2 separate regions of the Gossypium hirsutum genome follow, and region 2 is linked to region 1. A link is a contact called in public Hi-C data. All regions are on one chromosome and are shown on one strand. Each heading gives the region's core, a stretch centred on a gene start, on an enhancer-like site or on the middle of the called end of the contact. The rest is flanking DNA. Distances are from core to core; before and after follow the strand shown. Region 1 holds the start of LOC107922496 (transcription factor TGA7). Region 2 holds the start of LOC107922268 (microtubule-associated tumor suppressor 1 homolog).

Region 1 (7,542 bases), core at 3,586-6,085:
AGAAGTTTCTCTGAAAACTATATATACATACATATATATTGTGGTTCATAAAACAAGACCTCCAAAAATCCAAATGCTTACCAGTTGAGGAACAAACTTCTGGTGAATACAGCCTAGACATATTGATGGTTCTCATGGACGAGCAGCCGAAAGTGAGCTGAGAGCACGTAGACGATGAAAGTACTCCCCCATGGCAAGTAAAACTCGAGCTGCTTGACGGGTTGTCAGGATTCGAGCCATCTGCTGCAGCGTCTGCTGGCGAAGGTGATCAGCCTGTTTTGGGAACAACACATGCAAAATCCAGTAAACAAAGTGCACATCTTAGGATAATATACTAACATACACTTGAGAATTATTCAAACAATTCTAGACAATCTTAGATATGTTATATATTTCTACATAAATTGTCATGAAATAAAGAAACTCCATTCTCCCTCCTCTCCGAGCTGTGAAAGCCGTTAAAGTGGTGTCATTTCATATCGTGAGTCTTTGATTGCTTGTGATCATCATATTCAAGTTCGGCATCAGTTGGTTTTAGGTTAAATGCTTAACAAAAACATCAGTGGCACATCAACAACACCCTCACATTCTCAAGCTTTGATTTTTCATTTAAAAGACTGAACTCAATATTTAAGTTCAAGTGATCAGATACAACTGATGAAAAGCAAAGAATGTCATACCTGGCTTACAAAGTTTTCTAAGGCTTCCAATTTATCTATTGCAGCAACCATCTGAGCTCTGTAGTTTCCTGAACACAAATCAGATGCTACACTCTCGGCCAAACTCTGCTGCAGTTTTTCTACTCCTTGGGAAAGAGCATCTTCAGCTTCCTGAGAAGATTGTCGAAGATTACATACTTCCAAATGCTGTTGATCAGTCAACGGCTCAATTTGTGGCACCACAACCTGAACAAACAGAATTCCAAAATCCATAATTCATGAGTAGAAAAGTAGCTACTATTGGTGCATCAGCCCTACACTATTTGATTATCATGAGAAGTTATTGACCTCAGTCGGTAGCTCATATGGCATCTCCAGGAAAAGACAAAAGAAACTAAAGATTTGAAAATATCCAAATAAAGCTTCAGATCGTTGAGGATAAATGTACTTGTCTTCACTTTACTCTTTTACTCTTTACTAATGCAACAGTTGATATCAAGTGGTGAAATAATATTCACTAGTTTCCGTAGTTGGTTTTTGCAAGCTCATTAGGATCTGTACATGCTTCTCCGAAGAAAATGTTTCCTACATGGAAGATCTCCATGATTCTATGTAGGGTAGATATCTTATGAGAGAATTTGGGATGAATTTATTCATATTAATCGATAACGAATTGGCAGCCTTCCAGAAAAATAAGAGTTATACGAGATTGAGCATTACATTTAAAAGCGCCGACGGGCGGAATCCTCCGATCCAGTGGAAAAAACGCTCGGCTGAAGTTCTCCATATACCCGAGATCAAATAGAAGACATCTGCCTTAGCAGCATCAGCTTTCATGCGGAACAGATTGTAATAGTGGTTCAAGCCACTTTCTACGAGTATATGGAGCTCTATATCAGTAATGTGTGCCTGGACTGCAGTTCTAAGTTCACAAATCAGTCTATTTTGCTCTTCAACCCAGTGTCTGTATTCCATCTCAAATGAAGTAATCCCTGCCAAATTCAAATGAAAAGATTCTAAACAAGAAAGCAAGACATATGCACTTTACATTTACACGAGAAAAATGTGAAATTCAAAGGGAGGGAAACCTTTGCTCATTGGTTGCTAGTTAATGAAGCATAAGGTAAAACAAGTCTACTTTCTTTGAAAGCTATATAAATTAAATCTTCCATCACTTATGTGCTTCGCATTGTGATTTGTGAGACCTTCGGACATAATTTTCTATTGTTTGAAATAACAACTAGCTTACCGATTCCAATTATGCAATATCATTATTGTGAATGTCAAAATTACAAAAGAATGAAAATTATACAAAATTTATGCTAGTAAACATGCGAGCATAATAACTTTCATTCATGACTTAAGTGAAGAAAGCCATTGAACTATAATAACCACTTTAATTAAGGAAATATCTCAAAAAAGTGCTAATAAGATGATAAAACTTGCTCATATAAAACAAATATATGACAGTGAACTAAGATGTCGGGAAGGTTAATATTCTGCGAGTCAATCTATAAAGCAAAAACAATGATAATTGAAGTAGATTAGATCACAAACCTGAGTTTACAGTTCCAGACAGTCCAAAATAACCAGCCTCTGATGCACCGGCTATCTGTATACCCTGCGTTAAGGCATTAGCTAATCTGTTACATATGCCACATTTATAAACATGATTAAAAGAGATATTTTTCTTGAAAATAAAAAGAAAAGGAAAAAGAAATGCCTTGTTGATAAACAGAGAAAACATATTTTGGGGGGGGGGGGAGAGAGAGAGAGAGTTCACTTCACCTGCTGCCTAGCTCTTTCAAGCTCTTGCTCCAATTGAGCTAGTTTCAAACGACTTGATTCTAGTTGTTGAACATAGGCCTATAAGAGAAAATCAGTTTACAAGTACTTGTAGATGTTCAATCAATGAAATAACTGTTCATCTACCTTTTTCCGCATTCGGCTTTTACGAGCAGCTTCACGATTTTGAGCCAAACGTCTCTGTATCTGCACATATTATGCTTCTTTAAATAAAAGATAAATAGAGTTGAAACAGGTAGGAGATGCGGGAGTTCTAATATATTTAAAATGTAAAACAGCTACACAGCCGCAGAACAGGAACCGCACAGATTGGATTTTATAATACTTTCCTTTAAAAAGGGTTCAGGGTTATGTCTGGACTTTGAAGCATGCCTTAAGCACAAATGCTCACAAGTAGGCATTAGCACATATGACAGAAAAAAAAAAGCTATTATTTCTTAAATGTTATCGAGGGAAGATATGTGTCTTGCAGAGAAAGAGCAAATGCGGCAAATTCATTACCTTATCGGAGGGTTTGTTGGTTTCTTGATCACTAATGGATGGTTCCACTTGCTCACAAGGTATACATTCAGCCTAGGATTTAAATCAGCATAAATTAGTTATAGCCTGAAACTGAATAAAATGCTTAACCAACCAAGAAATAAAACTACGATGCAATTTCACCTTGTTCTTTAGCCTGACATCTGCTGGAACAATTGTGGATGATCCAATATTTGGACTATTGTCACCATTGAAGGTGTCTGCCCACCTGCTTATATGGTGGAATTGCTCATATATCGCCATCCTTCTGGTAAGTTCAGTTGATGGAGAGCTCATACTCTATCAAGCAACTGGAACAGAACCAAAAACCAACAAATAGCTTACAAATCTTATGCCGAGGACAGAATCTTAGATTTCAACAATGCTTACATTGTTTCCTTACCTCTATCCATGGATCAATCTCCATGGGTGGAAAACAATGTAGTGATACAAATGCTGAAACGAGAACACAACAAAGATCATCTCAATACTAGCAAAAGTCCCAAGAACTACAGAACATCTAAGCTATATGTAGGAGGGATCTAATAATTTTTCTTGTTTGGACCAATTGAGTTATGTTAAGAGTTTCCCTCTCTTTCTAGCGTGCATTACTATTAAGGATGTTGGATGAAGGTTTCTAGTTTTCTCCAAAGGCAATAAAAATGACTAGAAAAAGAAATTACTAACACTTCTAAATGAATATCTATAACTAGCAAACAGGCATGGGGAAACATAGCAAAGTTATAAACAAGATGTCCCCTCTTATCTTTCTTAAACTCAAAACAAAGAAAATACTATTCAACATTTTCAAGCCTAATGAAATTCAATTTCCCTTCACATGAAAATCTAGATGAGAAAAATTGGGTAAAAGTACCAGGGAGGCCCCTGTACTAAGAGTTAGATTGCATTTTGCCCCCTTTACTAAAAAAATGAGCAAATTACTCCCTATAGATCAAAGAGCAAACTGATCATTCTGTAAAAAAATCATCCATTTGTACTGTTAAAAGCTAGTGTGATTGACAGAATAACTAAACAGTGACACATAGCGTGCCACATGTAATAGAAATAGATGAAATTTTTAACATAAGGACCAATTTGCTCTTTTATCTAACTTACAGGGACTAATTTACTCAATTTTTTGAGTAGAGGGGACAAGATGCAATCTATCTCCTAGTATAGGTGGTACTTTTACCCTCATGATAAACATTAGTTCACAGTTCACTCCAAAATGATGTACCAAAATACAAGACAACCAGCTCTACTTTTACATTCAGTTCTTGCTCTTAGTAAGTAACTAGACTCGGCTAATGCTCTTAATTGGCGCCAAAGTTACATGTTACAAATTACAAGCATCCACAAAGTATACCAAACTTCCTGCATGGCCATCATAGATTACACCAACCCAGTAAAGCACAAATTTACTATACTGATGTGATCAAAGAAGGAAAAATGAAAATTGAATCTCTCAAAAGTTTCAAATTTCTCGTCAACCCAGAATAGAAAACAACAAAAGTTGAAATTTAGAAACTTAACTAATCTTAATAAATAGAAAATTGAGCCTTTCAAAATTTACATAAAAACTTGAGAGCTGAGAAACTTTACTAACCTTATGGATCAACAAAACTTCAGATAATCAAAGTCCTTCAATTAAAAAAGGAAAGAAAGAAATTGAACACTCAAACACTCTGTTGTTGCTGTAAAAACAGCATTTTCAACCACTCCATGAAAGCAAATAAAAGAAAACAACCCAAAAATTAAAAATAGTTCATAAACAGAAAGAATTTGTAAATATATTTATTTCTAAAAATCTCTAGTCAAACGTTAACGTCTGAGTGTTTGTACAGCAGCAAAAAATATAAATAAGGAAAAAGACGATATGCGCATAACTTTTTTTTTTTTATCCTACGCACCCTACTCTCCCTTAACCTACGCCACTTATTCCCCCAGGCCTCAATTAGTGTCATCATAACTGACGTCATTTCCCGGTCCAAATTATAACGAACATTTGGCCCTTTAAAGGATTTGCTGGTGGTCGTCCGTTGGGGACCCACGTGGTGGAATATGATTGGTTGGGAAGTTTGTAAAGCTAGCAGACAGCCACTCATCTTTTCCCTATTCTTTTTATTTCTAATAATAATACATTTCTAGAAACCAAAGGTATTTCTTTTTAACAATATTTTCTCTTAGTATTACAAACAAGTAACACGACACAAATTTTACTATATGCTTCAAAATATTTATATATAACAAAATTTTTAAGAGAAATAAAGTTAATGATTTTAAAGAATCTCATGAGCTTGAAGAGTTTTTTTTTTTTGAAGAGATTTGATTGGGTTTTGTCATATTTATAAGCCTCTCTTAATCATAAAGAGGGCTTTTATAGAGATGATCCATCTAAAAAGTGAGTGGATTTGGGTAAAAATATAAATTTAAAAAATAAATTTAGGAAAAAAAAGTAGGCCCGCCTTGAGTAAGCTCTTTTTAGCCCCGAGCTCGACCAAAAAAAAACGGTTGCATTTTAGTGCTATTTTGATGCCGTTTTGCTATTATATTGTTACTATTTTGTTGTTATTATTTGGATATTATGTAACTCTTGTTTTATTGTTAATTTTACTACTATTTTAGTTGTATTTGTTTGTTAAGGTACACCTATCTTGATGTTATTTAAGTATAAATAATTTTTTAAATTTATTTTCAATTTGTTGGGAAATATTTATTTTAATATTTTTAGTGTATCTGATGTATTATATTTTTTAAATTTGTTCTTATATAAAAAAAATTAATACGGGTGAACCAGGTCAGGCTGAGATTTTAGCATTTTTATCTAACCGGATTTAAATAAAATTTTAAGCCAAATTATTAGATCGAATTAAGTCAAAAACTTAAAAAACGAACTTAAAATTCTACTGAGTACAGGCTTAACCTATAATCACCTCTAATTTTAATGTAGGTCACACCAGAAAAATACAAGTTGGTTATAAAGGTATGGATGGTTGATTAGTATGTGATGGGGGCAACTTGAGGAGAATGTATGAGAATGGGTATAATAATTGACCCTTAGTGGAGAATAAATTATTAAGTGATGTTATACTTGTGGTTAATACTTTAGTAGGCTAAACTTGACGAATTCTCTCTCTCCAAAACCATAACACTAAGTAATCTAGATTTTTAGTATTTAAAAATCACTCTATATATAAATTTGTGCTTCACACATTTGTGAAGAGTTTGTACAATTAGGGAGGAAAAATGAAGAATTAGTAACAATTAACACTCTTATTAAAACGCCGACGTTTTGAAAATATTTAGATTTTATATTCGAATTTTATTTTAAATAAATATTTAGATTTTCAAATTTATTTTAATTATGTTTTTGTAATAAATAAATAAATAAAAGGAACAGGTCATTTCTTTTCCTTGGGAGGGGGGGGGTAGGGGCTACCCCATGAACCACATTAACCCTTAAATAATACCACCAATTTGCATGTATAATCTGCCTATCTCTATCACTCCTTTTCGCTCTCACTTTCAACACACATATACCCACATTATTACGTTGCATTTACGTAGCAAACCATTTTCCCTGCCGAAAATGTATTATTATGATGGTTACTTATTTTTTTTCTTGAACGAGTTTTAATTTGATTGATATGAATATTATTATCAATGCAAGAGGACGTGGGTTCGAGTGCATTGAAGCGCATTATCTTCCTATTTATGGGTTGGGGAGAGACTATGAATAGCTTTAAGCACTATGTCAAAAAAAAATAGATATGATCAGAACCTATAATGAGATTGTTCAAAAATTTTTTTTTTTTTGAAAACACAGCTTCACAATATCTTGAATATTAAATTTTCAAAAGCATGTGTTCTTTTTGACACAATGCCTAGAATTATTCATAACCCTTCCTCAACTCATAAATGGGAGGATAATACGTTTCAGCGCGCTCGAATTCATGTCCTACTAGATTAGTAACAATACCCACGGCAATCGAAGTAAGACTCAATTGATTTTATCTTTATTATTTATTGGTGGATAAATGATTTTTCTAGAAAAAAAAAGGAAAACAATGGGGAAATGGCCTATATATGTTAATGCCTGCTTTTTTTCCCTACATGATTGCCACTATATATAAGAGGAGCACTAAATTTTCTTTATAGGAATCTCAACATTATTATAGTTAATTAGATATTATAGGTAGCAACAAATGAAAGCCCCTTTTGAGTCCAAAATGAGTTGCTCATATCATATCTAGTTTGGGTTAAGCTAATTAATTAAGATAAGGGAGAGGGAGAGAATCAGTGTGTAAAGTCTAAAGAGGAAAAGACATCCACCATAGAAATTAGGTCACTTTTTCTTTAATGCTTTCAGGTGGGAAATTTTAATTTCTTTCTTTGCTTTGCTTTTAACTTTTAAATTTTATTCTTTGAATTTAGCTCCCTTCCCTACCTCCCATAATCCCATTACTCATGGGATGGAATCCAAGTGGCATTCTTTTATACAAATTCTGGCTTGCCAAACATATATAAAAGATGATTTTAAAGTTTTGGGCTCCTGTAA
Region 2 (7,542 bases), core at 1,634-4,133, 380 kb after region 1:
CATATGCGAGACTTTTGTTGGCTATAAACAACAAATTGGCTGAAAAGACGCTACCACTCCTTATGCAAACAATGCACACCAACGATCATTGGAAAAGAAACCCACAAAAAAATTATTTTGAGATGGAAGCGACGAAACATGAACCAAAAAATTGATTCGAAAGGCTCTGATACCATGAAACAAATTTTAGAGAACTTAAAAGAAGAGAGAAACTGATGTTCTCTAAACTTGTATTTCATTCTATCAAGGATTACATATATATCTAGGATTAATAGTAAAATAAAAGAAAATCAAATAAAATAAATAAATCAAATCCAACCCCTAAAAATCTGCTATGTAATCTACATAATCGTTATAAGTTTGCCATCTAATTTTATACACAAATATTCTGTAACATAAAATAGTTTAAAAGAGGTCTCCTAATTAGCGACCATATAGAATCAAAAAGGGAGGAATCTAGTTGTAACCCAATTAAAAGATGTCTCCTGCATTAATCTCATCTTTGTAATTTGAATGGTAAGGGTTTTCCTAAAAGTTCTTATGCCCTAAAGCCAATTGGACTGATAAGGTCAATCCCATAATTCTTTATCCCCCCTAGCACCTAGGCTTGTCAGTAGCCTTATTGGGAAAGATTCATTTAAGGAACTAAGTTAAATTGAACAACTAGGACTAGAAGAATAAGAGTTCTTCAAGTAGGAGTTCCAAGCTAGTTGTGATTCCACCCAATCTTCCACTATAATTAGTGGTTGGCCCAGCGTTTCAATATTCAAGCAAATCCCAAGCATTTCTTTCGATCTCTAAAATACAAAGAACTGTATTTCAAGGTTGTTTTTTCTCTTTTTAAGAAAAACACCGTTTCCTCGAGGTTTTTCTTGTGCAATTTTAATCCCTAAGAAACCCTAAACCATTATGCCAAGTCTCATTGAGTTTCTCCAAATTAGCTTTTAGTCTTCTTAAGCCGAAACTCTTGGTTGAAAGCTCTTATTTGGCCAGAAGCAAACAGATAGTTACCTTTTGATTTAGATTAATAAATTTTCAAACTAGTAGAAATGAATAGTCGCCTTTACAAGGGTTTCAACAATCGTCTGCATAAATCAACATTAGAGGCGAAGCACTACGATTTGCTTGTGATCTTCGAGACACCATTCTGGAGACAAAGACATCTTCAAAGAAAGACAAACCAATTTGATTGATTGATTTCAAATTTGTTTTTAAGTTACACATACCACAAGTTGATCTTAACCTAACAATCTAAGTAGATGTTTTTAATTTAATTAACTTCCACTTTATAACTAATTTGTTCTTAAATTGTTTTGAGCATAACACCGAGAACATCCCCGTGATCCAAACTTGCAAAAAAAAAAATGTCATCGCTACATGGCTAGTACCCGAAGATAAGTACTACAAAAGCCAATATTAGTTCTCACTATTAAAACAGATAAGGAGTATAACCATTAATTTCTTCATGTGGAATGAAAAATAATTGGACATGTATACTGAGTATAGAGAAGAAGAGACTTACTAAAAGCCCTGAAAGTGTTAGCACAAGAACATTTTGCTTCTCATGCTCGCGCTTAAGCTGAAGAAGATCATTCCTCAACTGTTCAATCTCTTTTTCTTGATCTCTCAAAGTTTGATTCATTAAAGAATAATCCTTTAGTAAGGACGTATTCTCTTTCTTTAAAGAATCATTTTCGTCTTTAAGGTTCTCCACATTTGATTGCATTTCCATTTTGTGATTCTGCGTAGAAAGGAAAGACAAAATGTATTCGTGACTCAAACTAGAATATTCATCATTTCATTCAATTCAGTTAATGATCTTTTGCTTTTAAACCAACATTTTGAATTTCGCATGCTGCTATTTCAACCTGCCTATTTGAAATTTTAAATCAAAAAATGAAAGATGAACTTCTTTCAAATGGGAAGCAATTAAATTATTAGTAAGTTCATATTTCGCCTAATTCATATTTTATTTCACAATCAAAAACAAAAAAGGCAGAATAAATTGCATGAAAATTGATCCCTTTTCCTTTAGGTTGGACCCAAATTATTGCAAGAGAAATGAGATAAGATGAGAAGATAGACTCACCTTACATCTTTCCCGATATGCCTGATCGATTCTCTTTTTCCTTAGAGCTCGCTCTGATCCAGATACGCTTGATAGGTTCCTTTTCAAAATAGAATGATTATTAGTAAGTTCCTTTAGGCTTGGAGAATGATTACTGATCTGGTTTGGGACAACTCCACTGCTTATTCCAGGCTGATTATGGCTCTGAGCCCAGTCGGGGTACAGAAAAGATCCATCCCATGGTTGTAGCGACGGAGAAGCTGATCTCCAATTCTGGGAAAAAAAACCCTCAGACTTGATCACCTACGCAACCGAATTGAAATATAGCTTCAATTTACGTATTCTATTATAAATCACCCAGAGCCTCAAGAAAAGATCTAGGAAATCATGTGTCTGGTTGTATGAAAAAATAGAAAATTACTAAGTTAGCAGATCTATAACCAAAAAAAAACCCAGAGAAGGCGTGTAATAATTTGAGAATTTATGCGAAGGAAAAAAAAGATAAACAAGAGAGGAATAGAATAGAATTTCATCTGTTTATAGCAAGTCAAGGAACAAAGAATCGCTTAAAGAGAAAGAGAAAAACCATTGATTCTGACAAAGAAATGCTTACATCTTCATCAGCATCAGAGCAGCTTTCGCAGGGGAGCTTCTGAGAGGGATGAGGCTCCTCCCACGAAATTGTCTGAAAAATTTCTTCCATAGATTTGTTTTAGCAGCAGGAGAAGCATTCATCATCGCTAGTCCGCATATATATGACGAGATAATCGAAAATCAACAGAAAAGAATGTGCAACTACACTAAAGTCGATGGGCCCACCCTCGACGGTAACTATAGAAAGAGAGTCGCAAGGCGACAAACATGATCGCGCGATTTTGTCTAGTCGGACTGTTTTAAAAGATTTAGATTTTAAAAAGATTTTATGTTTTTTAATTTTAAAATTTTACTCATTAAATACTTGAATTTAACTCTCTAATATTTACATATTTTATCAATTTAATCTTAAATTTAAAAATTTAACCATATTAGTCCTTAATATTTATAAAATTTTTCATTTAATTTTAATTCTAAAAAAATAAAACAAATTAGCTCGAACATTTACAAAATTTGTTAATTTAATTCTAAAATATCTAAAGATTTTATTTTTGGATAAAAAATAAATCAGTCATTGGCAGCAGCAACAGCTAGAATGGTATTCGTAGTCGGCAGCTCCACCATTACCTCCTCTTCCTGCTTGCTTCTCAAAGAGCCCTTTGCTTTGAAACGCGGTTGTTACGCTCTTAGCTTCAACAACGGCAAACGATTATCCAAAAGGTTATTTTCTTGCAATGCCATTTATAATCCCCAGGTTCAATCAAACATGAAGGTCAACCCGAAACCCTTGACTACAGAGTCTTCTTCGAAGATACTTGAGGGAAAAATGTATTTGTCCCAACTTTTTATTTTATTTTTTTTGGAAGGTAATTGAGATTTAGTGGTGGTTTAGATTTCTCCTTGGCATGATATACCATTGCACTCGGGAGATGGTGTTTTAAACTTTATTGTGGAGATCCCCAAAGAGTCAAGTGCAACAATGGAGATTGCTATTGATGAGTCATACACTACCATTAAACAGGGATTTTGAGTGTCTGTAATTTTTTAATCACTTCAATGCTTTTTGGGCTATATTCAGCACTTTGTTTCGGCTTCCTGCTATTCCACTACTTGGTTTCAGTATTAGACCGACTAGCATTTATTATGAAAAAATCGTTGTGAAGAAATAGCCTTGCAAGTCTTGATGTTTTCGTTTTCTTTCAATCTTTAGTTGATGTTGTTGAGATTGGTGATACCCGGCTTCATTAGCCATGATTGAAAGTTACAAAATACTTTTTAAATATTTTTTCATTTTTTAAACTCTAGGAATTAGAACTAACAAACTTTATAAACAAGGGCTAAAATTATTGAATTATTGATTTTAGGATCAAATTGATAAAACGAGGGCTAAAATTATTGAATTTTTAGTTCAAGACCAAATTGATAAAATGTGTAAACATTGGAGGACTTAATTTGTTATTAGACCAATAAAAAAAGGATCATGTCAGCTTCAAGGTAAGTATTTAACGGGTGACTAAAATTTTAAAACATTGGTAATGAAGTTGGGTGACCAAATTAAAACCTACCCAGAAGTTGAGTGACCACCCAGCTACTTTACCCTTTATTTTTACTAGCCGAGTATCTTTGAACTCAACCTGCATTACATGCAACAAACAAATACCTATGCAAGTTAGTTTATCTCAAACTGCGATATTTAAAAACTTTCAGCGCCATTGCCAATTACAAGCTTAAAGCCACATGGAGGTTTGAAAATTCTAAGGATGATAACCCCCGACAAGTAGTAATGACAATGCAGGGTTCATATCGTTCATATACGTACCCTGTGCTATTATAACATTACACTATAGATTTCTCTTAGACTTGAAAGGATTAAACATTGTACATGTGAGCACAAAAGGCTTTAAACAAAAACAAATATATAAATGAGCAAAGCATAGCACACAAGACCAAAATTCAATTCTTGGTTGGTTCTCACTTCTCTAGCCAAAAAAAAACCAATGGGTGCTTCAGCCTTCTCCTGGGTAGAAAATGGCTTTAGTCCTATAGAAGCCACACTTTCATAAAGGATTGGGGCGGTCCAACAAAATAAGCATGAATTCATCAATTAGGCTGACAATAGTGGACATAAGGATTTAGTAATAAGTAAAGATAAATTGGTAAATATCCAACTCTTTGCACAAAACTAAGCAGTATATCCACCCTAGCAAGTTGCAATGAGACATGTCACTAACTCAGCAAATCACTAGACTTTCAAAGAGTCAATGTGATGAAATAACCTGCAATGCCCTCAGAGGTCAAAACTCAATGATTCTACCAATTCATCAATGGTGATGCTATGGAATTTTATTGAAGACCTTTCTACATCCACTACTACTACCGCCACCAATAGTCTATAAGGCCACAGATGATAATTAGCAATGGGAATGGAAATGGGAATGGCGGCAGCAACAACAACAGCAAGAAGAAGAAGAAGAAGAAGAAGAAGATGATGATGAAGAAGAAGAAGACAAAGAAGAAGCGCCAAAACCAATGATGACTAGCAGTAAGGATGGAGGTCAACAACAATGCCATAGCAAACTCTAAGCACACAAAAGCATACATCATAAGGCAGTGCAAAAAAATGAGCAAATAATCTCAGGGCAAGTGAGACCAGACTTAAAACAACTAAAAAAATATGTAAAGACTACTGAGAAAGTAAACAACTTAAATGGAAGATTTAAATTCAAAGGAAACATAATAGACTAGGATTTCATCAGTATCATAATTTAATGACAGCTAAGCTTGTGGTTTTCAAAACTATTAGTCTAAGTCTTCACAAATTAAATGAAACATAAAAAACAAAAGAACTACCATATCAACAACTTCCATCAACAAGCATATTCTAGAGCTTCTCGAATTCATTAAGCATATACTTCACAAGTGGTATCCTGATACAATTGACTAGCTAGGTTCAAACTTCAAATGACCCTAAGTGATTCACTAAGGATTAGCATATGGGATACTTTAAGTACTATCGGATAACAAACACATAGAGGTTAAACAAGAAAAAGTTCACAAGAATTTGTCAAATTAACTAAATGTTTAATGCTCCCAAAACATCAATTTGAGAAGAGGAAGATTCATACATTACAAATAGGATATATCAGAGATATTGACCAAATTCATAGATTAATGAAGCTACAAACCATCACGATGTGAAACAATATTACTAATCATACAAACCATATAGTCACTAAAGAACAAAATCAGCAGCCTAAAAATTCTCATGTAGGAAAACTGGTAATTACTTGATTATGAATTAAATTAAGGGGAAAACGAGTATGATCAGGATGCAAATCATGTCTAAAGAAAGCAATAATGGCATGACGAAGTCTAAATGATTAATAAAGCCCTCAGATCTCATAGCTATGCTTGGCCATTGTAGTATTAACAAACTGATTCTCATAAAGAGAATTTACAAATCATCAGCCCTGTCGATAAGAAGATAGATAGATTATAGACAGAAATTATAGACATACATATAAGTGTGTGTATGGATAGAGAGAGGGAGAAAGAGAGAGGAAACAAATCAGGGACTTATGATGATGATGATGATGATAATGATGACAACGGACGATGATAGTAAACCCACTAAATGAAAACCAGAAATACTACTCTCTTTCAATGAGTTTTCCATCATTGGGAGAAAACCACAAGCAAGTATGCCAAACATAAAATCAATAAAAAAATGCGGGTTCCTCATCAGTACATAAGGGAGACAATTGAAATAGTAGGAACACACTGTTAACACGCCAAAAGAATCAAATCAAACGATATTACAGTGTCTATTGCTAACTGCCAACATTCTCACATAAATAAAGTTGAAATCTTGTTACTGCAAATTCTTTAATAACATACTTTAGAACACACAAAAAAAAAACACCTTGGGTGGGTAAGATAAGCATAGTAGGCTGCATGTGCATCAAGATTACAGGCTATGTTTCAAAGAAAGAAACAAAAAACTGTTCAAAGTCCAGTGCATGCATCATCATTGTTTATCAGTCAAAAAATTATTTATGAACAAATGCAAAAAATGGCTATTTTGCAAAAAGTGATGAAAAGAAATTAGAAGCCCTCATATCTCATAGCTTTTGAACAAACCATCAACGGATTTCTGTGCTAATGGCAGTCCCTCCAGAGCCTTTACCACCATTGGGTGTGTGTGTGAGGTGGAAAGAGGGGGTGGTGATGGTCACAGTGATGGAAATGGTGCAGAGGAATTGATACGGAGAGCCGAATGTCAGGGTTTGTAAGGAAGTCAAGGCTGAAATACTGGACTCCATAGATTTGAGGGTGAAATATCTGGTTGTACCTTAAATTTGGGTTGAGCTTACGGGGTGGGTTACCTGTCAGGCCCATGAGTAAGGCCTTAATGTTATCTTTCTAGATAGGCTAAAATATGTTGTTAGTCCCTATACTTTGACGAAATTAGAGATTAGTCTCCATACTTAAAAGATTAAAAATTAAGTCCTCCTACTTTTTTTATTTAAAATCTCAATCCAATAATTAACATGTTAGTATTTTTTTGTCATTTTTTTTAATTTGGAATATTAATAAGGCTACCTTCGTATAGCGTTGTATATGATTGACAAAAAATAAATATGTCAAGTTTACAAGTTCTAACAAAACTATCAACGATGATTACAATTGGACTAGAATTTTTCAATTGAAAAAGTAGGAGGATCAAATTTTTAAATTTTAAATTATAAGAACTAAATCTCAAATTTTATAGAAGTAAAGGGACTAATAGCATGTTTTAACCTTTTAGATAGTTGTGCACGACGATATTATTATTTAGCTAATATATTTTTGTTTATGATAAATTTTAAATAATATAAAAC

Evidence for each region. Hi-C and Micro-C count contacts between places; a contact is called where the count stands out from the background.
Region 2: a contact with region 1 is called in a Hi-C map of leaf, with 1.7 times the contacts expected there. The contact joins the promoter of LOC107922268 here to the promoter of LOC107922496 in region 1. A contact is called at or near these places in 2 of 34 Hi-C or Micro-C datasets (both in leaf).

Annotation. Positions count from the first base shown.
Region 1 is chrD01:60,307,187-60,314,728 of Gossypium_hirsutum_v2.1, forward strand. LOC107922496 (transcription factor TGA7) reads right to left here and starts at 4,836. Exons shown (of 10, transcript XM_016852563.2): 1 at 4,591-4,836; 2 at 3,388-3,440; 3 at 3,129-3,295; 4 at 2,967-3,038; 5 at 2,592-2,651; 6 at 2,448-2,525; 7 at 2,217-2,280; 8 at 1,380-1,651; 9 at 681-905; 10 at 1-273. The coding sequence starts at 3,281. The coding sequence ends at 133.
Region 2 is chrD01:60,685,523-60,693,064 of Gossypium_hirsutum_v2.1, forward strand. LOC107922268 (microtubule-associated tumor suppressor 1 homolog) reads right to left here and starts at 2,884. Exons shown (of 5, transcript XM_016852208.2): 1 at 2,682-2,884; 2 at 2,090-2,371; 3 at 1,523-1,741. The coding sequence starts at 2,771. LOC107921174 (a long non-coding RNA gene) reads right to left here and starts at 7,126. Exons shown (of 2, transcript XR_001690960.2): 1 at 6,803-7,126; 2 at 4,336-4,771.